Linked DNA regions of Mus musculus: regions 1 and 2 are each linked to region 3. The links are chromatin contacts, called in public Hi-C and promoter capture Hi-C maps. All regions are on one chromosome and are shown on one strand. The core of a region is the stretch at or near the end of the contact, and the rest is flanking DNA. Distances in the headings are between cores, read along the strand shown. Region 1 overlaps Mylk4 (myosin light chain kinase family, member 4). Region 2 holds the start of Serpinb6b (serine (or cysteine) peptidase inhibitor, clade B, member 6b). Region 3 holds the start of Serpinb1a (serine (or cysteine) peptidase inhibitor, clade B, member 1a).

The links. Promoter capture Hi-C pulls out the DNA fragments that hold promoters and counts their contacts. Hi-C and Micro-C count contacts between places; a contact is called where the count stands out from the background.
Region 1: a contact with region 3 is called in a Hi-C map of cardiomyocytes, with 2.0 times the contacts expected there. The contact joins the enhancer-like site here to the promoter of Serpinb1a in region 3. A contact is called at or near these places in 1 of 39 promoter capture datasets (liver), 11 of 484 Hi-C or Micro-C datasets (the CH12 cell line, the HL-1 cell line, cardiomyocytes and 6 more) and 2 of 9 other capture datasets (adipose tissue and liver).
Region 2: a contact with region 3 is called in a promoter capture Hi-C map of liver, with 4 times the contacts expected there. The contact joins the promoter of Serpinb6b here to the promoter of Serpinb1a in region 3. A contact is called at or near these places in 12 of 39 promoter capture datasets (the 3T3-L1 cell line, 3T3-L1-derived adipocytes, the C10 cell line and 6 more), 6 of 484 Hi-C or Micro-C datasets (the AML12 cell line, the C2C12 cell line, granulosa cells and 2 more), 3 of 115 datasets of contacts at active chromatin or transcription factors (effector CD8 T cells, memory CD8 T cells and pancreatic cancer cells) and 2 of 9 other capture datasets (adipose tissue and liver).

Annotation. Positions count from the first base shown.
Region 1 is chr13:32,767,134-32,771,214 of GRCm38.p6, forward strand. The region is part of intron 2 of Mylk4 (myosin light chain kinase family, member 4); the gene reads right to left. Among named protein-coding and RNA genes, the nearest start is that of Mylk4, 15 kb to the right of the region's middle. Within about 2 kb of position 2,333, at least 7 of the 459 cell types and tissues checked have an H3K27ac peak or open chromatin away from gene starts, as enhancers often do. A contact at or near this core is called in cardiomyocytes, where this site is marked.
Region 2 is chr13:32,963,542-32,967,339 of GRCm38.p6, forward strand. Serpinb6b (serine (or cysteine) peptidase inhibitor, clade B, member 6b) reads left to right here and starts at 1,720. Exons shown (of 7, transcript NM_011454.2): 1 at 1,720-2,002.
Region 3 is chr13:32,849,167-32,853,609 of GRCm38.p6, forward strand. It overlaps Serpinb1a (serine (or cysteine) peptidase inhibitor, clade B, member 1a), which reads right to left and starts at 2,019. Exons shown (of 7, transcript NM_025429.2): 1 at 1,976-2,019; 2 at 1,073-1,248. The coding sequence starts at 1,240.

The DNA.
Region 1 (4,081 bases), core at 1,083-3,582, 82 kb before region 3:
GATCTTGGCTCTGCGGCTCATTCATGCTGGAACTCCTTTCTCCCTCTCCATGGTATCTGATGCCAACTCTTCTGCACTCCTCAGCATCCTTATATGATGGTGAGGCAAACCAGCTCATTTTGCCATCATTCCAGTACGAATGAAAAGAAATGTCAGACACATTTCAAGAAATCACAGACTGTAACAATGTCTGAGAGGGTGTAATGGTGGGGATGGGAAGGAGACCAGCACGGCAGTGCAGTATTGAGATGTCTAAGGAGCAGCCTGGGTACCTCAGAAATGTGGACTCTCCCACCCACGGAAAACAATGGGACACAAGAAAACAGGAAAGGAGTAATGTTTTCCAGGAATGCAAATACGGGGTTCTGGGAAAGAAAGAGATTGGGACCCAGAGAAAGTGAAGGTGCACATGGTAAGGGAGTGGCTCGGGGCTCCTGACAGTGAAAGCTGTGCTGAGAGCAGAGCTAAGTGCCAAAGAGGTCCTATGTCCAGTTTCCTTACTGAGCTTAGTGTCATCTCTGGGCCAAGCTCTGTGCAAACTGTAGCAGGCAACAATTCTGTGAGGTCAATATTATGAACCTCACATGATGAAGGACACAGAAAGGGTCTATGGCACATGCTCACTGCCATAGAGGCAGCAAGAGGCCAAGTGAATTTCAAATCTGTGGTCATACATATGTCTATGTGTATTGCAAGGTAAAATGTTTTACACCACAACCACGGTGAAGCGAAACGTAATAGTCAGGTTGTGCTATAAAAGAGAAGCAGTATATTTGGGGGCTATCTGCCTTCAGAAAGCTAGCTTTGGTGAAACGTCAGTTGCATTTGCTAGTTATAACTTCTATTGGATTGACAAAGTACTTAATTCATAGGAGCTGTTGACGAAACAGTGGAGTATTTAAGAGCACACAGTTTATCTAACCTTACTTTGTATGCTCACACCAAGCAGATCCAGGATACCGTGTCTTTTCTAATGCAGGACTGAGAAAGTGCTGACGTTAGTTTGAACAACTACAAAGAGGATGCTGAGCTGGGGTGCAACTTGGTGGGAGAGCAATGGCCAAGCACACAAAAGGCCTTGGGTTCCATTCTCAGCACCAGGAAAAAACAAAAAGCCTGAAAGCTCACCTGCTGCCCACAATAGTTTTTTCAACTTCTTTCCACTGGAGGTCGCTGTTACTTTGCGTTTGCTGACAAGAACCTTAGTTTACAGGTTGGCAAAGTAGACATTTAAAACCTACCCAGTCTTTTTATGCGTCCTTGAAAAGCAAACAAGTAAAACAGCCATTAAATTGAGAAAAATACTTCAGATCATGTGAGATAAAACAAATTGTCCTTAGAAAACTCTGTATGTATATAAATATTTAATGGTTTTGTGGCCTTTTAAAATCTAAATTACTCTAATGGTATAAACATGAAATTTTATATTTGTTCAAACCCACAGACTGTACAGGGGTGAGCCCTGCCATAAACTATAGAGAATCAGTGTAGGACTGTTAGTTGGAACAAAAGCATGAGTCGTCTCGGCAGTCTGGATTGTGAGAGATGCAAGTGTATGCAGAGTTCTGTAACTTTCTCTTGGTTTTGCTATGAACCCAAAACTTCTCTAAGAAACATTTTTTGAAAGAAACTGGAACAAAAATTCCTGCAATTAAGCCTACATATAAGTTTTAAATGTTGAGCAAATGAATCCATTCAGAAAGAAATACCATCCTGGGCATGCAGCTATAGCACTTTGGTCAAACTTCTAGTCCCAGTAAACCTTAGCTTACTTCTCTGTAGACAGAGAGCTTCATAGGGCCACTGTGTGAAAATTATCGAACACACACACACACACACACACACACACACAGAGAGAGAGAGAGAGAGAGAGAGAGAGAGAGAGAGAAAGAGACATGGTGTGGGAAGTACTGAGTACTTAGCACAGTGCCTGGAACATGCAGCATAAATAAATGCTAATGCTCAATCAGGACAGATCTGCCTCCTGAGGTTGTCACAGAAAGTTGTTGTTGCACTGCTGGAGACTGAGCCCAAGGCCTTACAGTGCTAGCCAAGACCCTGAGTTCCATCCCCATTTATAAAGTACTTAGAACAAGTACTGACATGCAGTGAGGACTATTTCTATATCTGTCCTTAAAATAACTGAATAGTAAAGGAATACAACCAGGTTAAAGGCATAGGTCCTAAATAAGCAATCAGCAAACACAGCCCTAAGGACATAAAAATTGAAGTGGGGTGCAGCACATGTGCACAAAGTGTGAGCTGCCAAGGGCTGCACCCCTCCCTGGGGACGGATAATAATAGTATGATACACTCATTCTAGAAAGAATGTGACCCAACACCTTCAGTTCTTACAATTCTAAATAACTAAGGCCCGCCAGGTCGTCTGAATGGGTCCCCTAACCAAACATCTCTACTAAGAGGAAAAGACACCTCACAGACTCTAACCCTGTTTGATGCCTAAAGAAATAGGAGAAATAGTCTTGGTTTGCCAGGTTCTGCCTCTTTTTGAGACTACCAGTGACCATAAGCAAGTGAAATTGCTGTTGTCAGTGGGTTTTATGTATTCCTCTTTCAAATAAGAGTCATTATTTGACAACTTTTATTAGCATCTAAGCAGAGCCAACACAGTACCTTTCTAGCTTAGTAATAGTTGTTTTTTAAATATAAAGTCTATATAGAATGATTTAAATGAATACTTAGATTCTGGTTATGGGTGGGTTAGATATATTTATGAATTAAAATTTTGTGTTAATATTTCATTTTTTTGTCTGACCCTTGTCTTAATTCCATTAATATAAGCATTAGCCTATGTAGAAAGCATAAGAATAGGCCTAGCTTGCTCATCTGTGGAAAACAAATACTGGAGGCTAACAGTTAGTTAGACATGTTGGAATGTGAGCTTACACAGTACTGGCTTCTAGCCGAGTTATTTCTCTTTTTATAGAATTTCCTGATGCCTGAGCCACTGACAAGATCATTAACCTCACACCTGTCACAGCCTGAGTCTCCGGACTCACCCCCTGCTGTGCAGGCTTCTAGCTCCCATGCTGAGACATTTGGAGAATTTCTGGATGCAGTGCTGAGCCCCTGGAAATAAAGCACGGGTGATAATCAGTGTAGAGCTAGAAACCATGAGCTCAGGAGAAAGAGGGCCTGCAGGACTCAGTGAACTGAGCCAGATCTTGATCTGTAGATCCAATGTAGGAAGTAGCTGTGGGGAGGGTGGGGTTGACCCTAATAGAGACAAGAACTCTGAATAAAAAACGCTCTGGCAGCACAGAAGATGAGTTGGAAGAAAATCCTGATGTTCAGAGAAGATAGTCCCTCCCTTGTGAGGAATCTTGGATAAATCTGCTTCACTGCTCTTGGGTTTTGAGTTCTCCTTTCAAAGATTTGGATAAGCTGGCGTCCAAGGTCCTTCCGCTGTGTGTGTGTGTGTGTGTGTGTGTGTGTGTGTGTGTGTTCTGTCTGTCAGAAAGTAAATCTAGAGTCTTGTGCATTGTAGGCACACGTTCAACCATAGAGCTGTACCGGAAGTTGAGTTACAACCAACATGCCCAACAACACAGAAGATATTAACAAAGAACACCACCATAATCTAAAAGCGGCAAAACCTCCCGCTGGGTGAAGCCACGAGCCATGGACTAATACTAAAGATTTACGAAGGTATTTTAAAAGGCATGTATATCTTAATTCCATAAAATGAACTCATACTTTCCCCTCCCTGAAAAGCATTAGGTGAGGTTGAAAGAATTGTTAAAATGAACACCAGGGGACGGTACACAGGCAGAGGCTGTCTCCATGCTCATGATCATCTCTGTGTGTAAACTACATATGGCCCAAGGCTCAGATGCAGAAGAAAGCAATGCTCTGGAACTGGTTACAGTTACAGAGCCCCACATTTTTACACAGTCTTTCCACGAATACATGCTATTTTATTTTATCCAGACAGTACCCAGTATGACAAAAAAGGACAGGTACACACTGCTATTCAAAGAACATAAAGAACTCCCATGGGGTGGAAGAGTTGGGGCTGAAAACTCTATTCTTGGGACAATGCTCAGTGCTGGTTTTGAGA
Region 2 (3,798 bases), core at 470-2,969, 110 kb after region 3:
AATGGGGTAGTGTAATGGGAGACAGAGATTGAGGCTCAGTTCTTGGCACAGTATGAACATCATGTAATCTACAGCCAAAGAGCAGGCAGGTGATGGTAGGTTAAAAAAAAATACTAGGAGCAAACACTGCAAGTGACTGGCATTCTCACCCCTGCTGAAGACAAGCCAGGGTGATCAGATGCTGTCTGGGTGACATGGTTGCTGGTGGTCAGATATCAAGACTGATCAGGTATAGAAGAGGAAGAGTTTGGGTTGGCTAGCAGAAGAATTCTTGTAAAAGCCGGATTTTACATGTGTGCATGAGGGCTCGTGACTATCAACAGTGGAGGCAGAAAGTCAGAGTTTGAGGCCTGTATAGGCTATATAGTGAGACTTTATTTCAAAACAAGACAACAAAAATATGGATTTTTCTCAGGACGTACATACATAAGTTTGGCAAAAGACCCAGAAGACTGGCTGGAATTGGACTCTGCAGAGAATCGCCATCAGGTACCGTCCTTATGAGGATGGATTCCACAACTAACCAAACGTTCCGTGTATTTATCCTTTTAAGAATCTGGATTCACTCCAGGGTATTTTTCCATCTCAGGACTCATTTAATTGGAATGCACACACTGATACCCCAGCTGGATGACTCTGTGTGAATTAACATGGACGGGAGCTTAGCTGTATGCTAGTTATGACAACCCTTGAAATGGTTTAAAGTCAAAACATCTATCAAGATACACACAAAGGAATTCAGAGAAGCCAGAAAAGGAGATAAGAGAGAATTCTGTGCAATCTTTTTAGAGAGGTCACCCAAACATTTTAAAGTAACGACTTGTAGATCTGTGGTAGAGAACCGAAATAATGCTCCCTGTTGATGATAAACCGGAAGTTAGTTATACAGAAGAACCCTAATGTGCACAGGTACAGAGGCTATGTGCCCTGTAGTTTGAAAAAGGGTGGGCCAGAAGGATAAGCCAGAGCAATAAAGCTGCACTGGAAAGAATGCAGAGGCTAAATGAAGCATTCCTTTGTGTTTCTGTATGTCAAGAGTCACATCTCACAGCTGGTGTGGTGGCCTGGTCTGTTATGACACCTAGAAAGGCCAGTGTGGTGCTGAACATTCTATAAGGTGCTACAGCTTAGACACAGCCGAGACACACCTAACTCAAATGTCAGAAAGGTCAATGTTGGGGATCCTTGTCCTGGTGTGAGAGTGAAGAAGGCAGAAAAGAATCTGAGGTCTCCAGAGCTGACCAGTCTCTTAAACCTGGCCAGCATTCTCTCCACCGGGTCTTTTTGCTCGATAGGAGAGATGTGAGATGTTAGAGTTTTTCTGCCATTTATATAAAATGTCAGTACCTGAGGGCTGGGACAGTAGTGGAGTCTTGGACACAGTAATTACAAGGGAGGCTTCTGTGGTTTTCTGTGCATACTCGGCAAAAACTTGGACCCTGGTTATAACCCTGAAAGGAACTCCCAACATTTCTGTTTAATGCTGTCTCATTTATTCCCATTGAGAGTTAGCACATTTTAGTCATTGAGGCCATAACACTCATGTAGTGTGGAACACACCCTCCCACAGAGGGAGGAAGACAGGGAGAGAGGAGGAGGGGGAAAGAAGAGAAGAGGAAGAGGGGGGGGGGGGCGGGCGTTGCATGCCCCCTAGTGGACACCCTTCTAATTGCTTCATCCAAGCGGTTTGGTTAAATCCCTTGGTTTTCTGAAGTAGGTAGTCATAGCAAACAAACAGTGCTAGCGAGGATTCCTGATTTAACTAGACCAGTCTGCAGCTAGCTGCTGAACCCGACTGCAGGCAATGGTCAAAGTGCAGCGATCCTGCTTTTCCGTTTCTTTTCCTTTTCACCCGGACAGCCCACAGCCCCTCTGACACCTCCCCTGGGACTTCCTGACTCTGGGACCTCCCCACGCTGCGCCCTGCAGCTATTTGAGGCCAGAGCACAGGCTCTTCCTTCTCTAGATTCTGCTTGCTGACAGCCTGAACCTGGGGTTCCAGGTAAGCTCTGCTACGAGCTGGCTGAAGATGGTGGGGTAGGGTGCTGGGGTTGTGGGACCTGGATGGGAGGAGCTAACTTGGCGCATGGAATGGGCATGACATAAGAATCCTGCAGGGATTGGTACGAAGAGGTATCAAAACCAAGAGGGACCTAGTCTGTCCAGGGCGGCAGGCTTTGCCACCCTTGTGGCCTCTTATTGGCTGAGTGAGCCTGCGTCTTAGAGACGGGGTTGGGCTGTTCTCAGGGGGTTGCCCATACCCTTAGTGCCTTTAAGCTTGGATCAATACCCCAGGATTTGTCCAGTTTTGTCCTTTGTTTGTTTTTGTTGTTCTCTTGTTTGTTATTGTTTTATCACACTCGTGGCAATGGTGGTGGAATCCTGCAAGATTTGATGTCTGTGGGACATAGGCGAAGTTTTGATAAAGTTTGTGTGTCAGATGAAAGCTCAGGTTTTCCTCCCTTCCTTTGTTTTGTTGGTGGACCCTGAGCCTGTTCTTCTGCTTGCTCAGCCCCAGAGCCCCAGGCTTACTGTTCCTCCTTCTTACCTTGAATCCATTTTGAGAATCGGAAGTATGGAAATCTAGCATTCATGTGCTGTCAGGAAGCTAGATGAGGTTTGGCTCTTTTACACCGTTTTTAGGGTATGTGGGAAACAGCTGCTTGTGAGAGCATTGTACCTGAGGCTGCCCACTTCCTCGTGTGGTTTGTGTGTGGAGGGTCCGACTATCAAATAACATTTGTGTTAAGGTCCTGTGAGCCGTGCTGGGGCCCAGTAATGTGAATGTGGTTACAGGAAATGACTGCTGTTTGTGTTTGAGAACTACCCTGAGTATCTGTACCCACTATGGCTTCTGTTGTCACACAGAGAGGGTGTATGGTTCACACTTTGTTCCCTAAAGCATGTTCGCTTGGATCCCTGTGTCTTCTTCCATGGATTTCACACTTAGTCAACCAGACTCAGCAGATATAAACCAACAGCAGATAAAAACTACTTTGGAGAAGCTAGGTGTTCTGTAGGTAAGCCAGCATCCAAGAGACAGAGTCAGGAAGATAAGAGTGGGAGGTCAACCTGGATGACACAACGATGAGACTCCAATTCAAACGTGGCTAAACTGTTTTTCCTTTTCTGCTCTAAATAGTATGGTATAAAGGGTGGTTTATTTGGCATTTACATTGTATAGTGTAATGTAGGTTATTTATAGATGATTTGAAAAATACAGGGAGATGTAGATTGGTTATATCAAATATTATAGTATTTTATTTTTTAATTTAACTGTTTTGCATATCATGTGTGTTTCCTTGAGTGGGTATGTGTATGTACATATGTGTGTATATACGTGTGTGGTGCCTGGCATCTTTTTTTATTATGCTTTCTCCACCTTATATTTTCAGGCAGGGTCTCTCAGTGAACCCAGAGCTGGCCATTTTGGCCACCCTGGCTAGTTAGCTTGGCGTGAGAAAGTTGCTGGAGGAAGTTTCTGTGTTAGTATGGGAAGAGGAGCTCAGAAGGGGGCCACAGGTGCTGCCTTAGAGAAACAAGTCCCTCAGAGTCAGGGGTGAGTTCAGGACAAGAGAAGGAGTATAGATCTAGGGTCAAATGTCAATCAGACTTCTCAATGGCAAAGGCGATGGCTGAAAGCAGTTAAGCAAAGATTCAGATGTAAAAATCACACCCAGACTACTATAGACCCTGGTAACCTCTCAGTGGAATGTAAGGATAATGATCATATCAGAAAAACAATAAATCAAAATAACTGATTGGACAGCTTGAGCCACCAGAATGAGGGCATGAGCA
Region 3 (4,443 bases), core at 769-3,268:
TTCTCAATGCTTATCTTATTACGGTCCACAACTCATTCTCTAGAGAAATAACTTCCTTAAGTTTATTCTGGTGAGAGTTTACTTCCTCTTCTGCTAGTTGTAAATCAACAGGCCTTTTATGGTTGTGTGAGGTCTGGCCTCATTACTTGCTTCTAGGACACAAAGGACAAAAGCACACAGGGTCCAGAGTCCATGCTACTCTCTGAGCTCCGCTTACTAGATTGCTACATGGACACACCTACGAGACTGAAATGGGGAGGGAAAGGCCTTGAGACAGTATACTGTTTCCTGATGCTGTCAGCTGTAAAAAGCCTTAATGCTGAAGCAGACATAACCTGCGAGAAGCACCTAGCAGCAGGTGCAGTTAGGAAACACTTTACCCACTCCTGTCATGATTTCCAAAGGTGGCAGAATTCCCCTCTCAGAATTAAGGAACACCAAGAGCAGAAGTGCCCTTCATACCCATTAAGGAAGACTAGGCAGCTGTGGGGAGAGATGCAAAGGTGACCTGCTGTCTCCCAGGGGTGGACTGAGAGGAGGTAGGACCTGTCCAACAGGCCACAGGGACTTTACAATCCCTCCTCCTGCAGAGCCACAGCCAGTGAAATCAGGCTGGAGAGAGGCACAGGGCTAACCCTGGGAACATAGACAGGTGGCTGTCTTTACCTTTTGTCCCCATAAAAAAACCACCACCACCAAGCTCTCTTCCTGTAGCATGTTCTTATATTTGTCATGCCTGAAGGTGACCCTATTACTGGCATGATTTATGAGTAGTGGTTATCAGTGCAAAAGGAAAACAGGAAACAGCTAGCTCTGGGGAGGTGCAGGGCTAGCTTACCTGAAAGCCTGTGATTCACTCTTGTGAATGGGAGAACCAAACCCACAGGTAGTGTCATTGTCTTTCTTCACTTTGTGTCCCCAACTGAACAGAGACTCTGCCCTAATCTCACTTAAAGTTGGTAGTGAATGAAGAACTGACTGTTTTGGGGGTGTGGCTCTCTGAAAGTCTGACTGTACCATCTAACAAGCATGGAGATGGCAGGGAGAGCTGGCCAGTTTGGCTTTTGCTAACCTTAGAAAGCTGAGCTGCAGTGCTGCCTTTGGCCCCCAGAATGACCATGGCCAAGGCAGAAGAAATGCTGAAGGGAGAGAAGAAGATGTTTCCTGTGGGGCTGCTTTCATTCAGGGTTTGGAACAGCTCCAAGGCGAAGAGGGTGTTGGCTGAACTCAGCTGCTCCATGGTGAAGTCTGCAAAAGAGGGGAGATCAGCACTGCCAGCTACAACACCAGCAACACTACCTACCTCAGCTCTGACATCCACCCCTAGGACCCTACAGTTTGGAATTCCTACCTCATCCTGTTTTTCCTAAGAGGGCAAGCATACTACTTCAGTTCTCCATGCCTGAGATCAAGGCTGAAGTCTCAGCTGGAGTGAAATATGCGAATTTGAGAATGCCACTCAAATAAGTAAGATGTGGGTGACAGGGAAGAGGAACACTCCTCTGTGTCCCTTTTGCAAACAAGCTGATTCCTGCAGTGGGTAAGCAAGCCCTGCTTGAGGCTCATCTGCTAATCCAGCTGGGTCCCAAACTCAGAGCTCCAGTTTGTCCAAGTACAGGCTAATCACAAATGTGTGTCCCTGGCTGTTTAGCTACCCGGGCCACATGGAGTTCTCATTGTTGAGGATCTAGGATCTCACCAGCTTCCTTCCCTCCCAGCCTCCCTGCAGCCAGGATTGACCGTATGAAGCTCAGGGCACTGTCTCCCAGATCAAGGTTCAAAAAGAAAGCCGAGGGAAAGAAAAACTAGGATCACCTTCCTCCCTCGGGCCCGCGGCCTGGAGTAGGGTGCAGTTGGGGATCCACAGAGCATTTTCTGGTTACATCTTGGGTGAGGGTGAGGTACCAGGAACGTGCTGGTTCCTGGAAGAGGTGCCAGCTTCCTCCCTCCTTGCTATGACCCCTGAGAATCTTACCTCTTGCTTAGCAGGTCTGGCTCCACTTACAGCTAGGATGAAGTGCTCAGAGCCAGCTGTTGCCTTTATAGCATGCAGAAGGGGCGTGTCTTCCTGGCAAGCCCAAGCTGGGTGGAGGCGCCTTTTCTTGGCTGAGTGTTTAAAACCCGACCTTGGAGGGCTGTCAAAATAAAAGCAGAAGATTGTGGCCACTCTCAAGGGGACTTTACTTTCCTCAGTTGCAGGCCTTTTTATTATTATTATTATTATTATTATTATTATTATTATTATTATTATTTCTTTAAGCAGAGATCTGGTAAGTTATTTCTTCCTCAGCTGCAAATGGCCAAGAGAATAAATAAATGTCCTTTCTTCCAGGTCAAAAGATACCTTCTTGAATTCCACTGAAACGCTGTAAAATCAAAAGGAATCCTTTCTGTGCGGTATGTAGGTAGGGATGGAGAAATATCTTTGGGGTCCTTTGGATAAGGTCCCAGATTGCCAGTTACAAGCAATAGGTGATCCTTGTCTTCTCTGCCTTTCAGGTGCCAAGGCTAGCTCAGGGACCACACCAGGCTGGAGAAGCCCTCAACCCACAATTCCCCACTATTAGACTAAAAGTTTGGACAAATCCCCTCACTATGCAACTTAAATTAGAATTGACTAGCCCAGGCCATTGTTAACTTGATGGGCTCAGCTTTATTCTCCTTGAAGTGTTTGGAACTGTAAATTCACAGAACTTTTAGTGCTTCTTGTCTTTCTTCAGAGGACAAAGGAAGAATCCTACTGTAGGTGAGGGTCACAACACATGGATTAGTGTTTGTTAGACTCGGGAACTAAAAGAGGAGAAAGGAAGATGGGGAGGTGGGTCAGCACGTCTCTTGAGCACTCCCGTGTTGGATATAATGCCTATTGTGAGGTATCAGAAGATAGAAACTTCGTGTGTGGTGTTTGGGAGGTGAGGACTTTGAGAAGTGATTAAGATTACACAGGGTTCTCAGGGTGGGGACGCCTGACTGAATTCCAGAATATCATCTTCATGACCACTAGGTGGCGAGCACGCCCCAGCTCTTAAGGACTATGACTCCAAGCTTTAATAAGAGAAGGAGAGATGAGAAGATCAGAAGAGATAGATCTGCGCTCCTTTTTTCCCCCCTATGATACCTTGATGCCTTACACTTTCTGGGACCTTGTCTAGATGAAGGCTAGTTCAGATGCTGAGTCTTGAACATGGAGAATTCATAATTATCAAGCCACAAATGTTTTACTATAACAACATAAATGGACATAGTCCTTTTCACATACAAAATATATTCATCCATGTAGCTCAACGTTATTCTAGTATTACCAGAATCAGAAATGAAATTCAAAATATCCCCAGTGAGCCCGTGGAGTCAAATAAGTTAGTTTCTTCTGAAATAAAATGGGACCAGCTTAGAACAGAATTTCCTTTTTAAAAAAATCAGTGACAAGGAAAAAGTGGTAGGTCCTACAGACTTTCAAAGTCCAGCATTACAAGCACTGGGACAACTTGAGGCTTGAATACCACCATTACACCTCCCTGTTTCTACAGTCAGACAGGGCAGGGTCATGGATGTCCAAGGCTCTGGTGGACTTCAACCCCATAACCACCAGATGTCGATGACGCAGCAGCCCTCATGGGCTGAGTCCAGTGCTTGTGGCTTTCCCAGGCTGCTGAAGTCTGTAATAATGCTCTGCTGATCAGGAATCTTGGAAAAGAACCCCTCTTTAATTCCTCGAAACATCTTCCTGGTGGGAACTTCGCAGTGTTACAACCCCAGGCTCCAAGAAGCAGCACTCTCTGGTGACTCCATGGCTGCCTAGGACTTACCTCATAAAGCCATCCCTTTAAATCCAGGAGAATGTGCCACACTGCACCACCTCACAACCAGCTGGCCCGAGACATCATGACACAACATCAAGGACTTTCAGAGGGACAGCAGAACCAAAGAGTGCCATATTACAACGTGGGGGCAGTTGTGGTATCCTGAGTCCTGTAGTGCACTGGGTCCCTCCCTTGAAACTCTTGTGTCTGAGGCCTTCTGGTGTGTGACAGGCATGGCAATTGGGATAATCTCTTGATGACTTTGGCTCACTCTGGCTTGCAGTAATGAATAGCCTCTGGCTTCTTGCCACATTAATCTCTTTATCAAAGCTTACTTTTGTCACAGCCTCCATATTCTTTCCTGAACATGGGGTTTCTTTCTTTAACATGGTGGGGGATTTCCAAAATCCTCCAGTTTTATGCTAACTAGTTGCCGCCCTCTATCCCTCCACCTCCCCCCTCTCTCCTTATGGCAAATAAATCTGCTTTTGTGCTGAGAACTTGGTCTTGGGGTGTCTTGAGCTGACTCCAGTTGAGTGTCCCTACAATTTGCCTTTCTGAGCCTAGATTACTTCACTTAGCATGATGATCTCTAGCTCTGTTCAGTGTCCTGCCAAGACATAATTTCATTCTTCTGAATAGC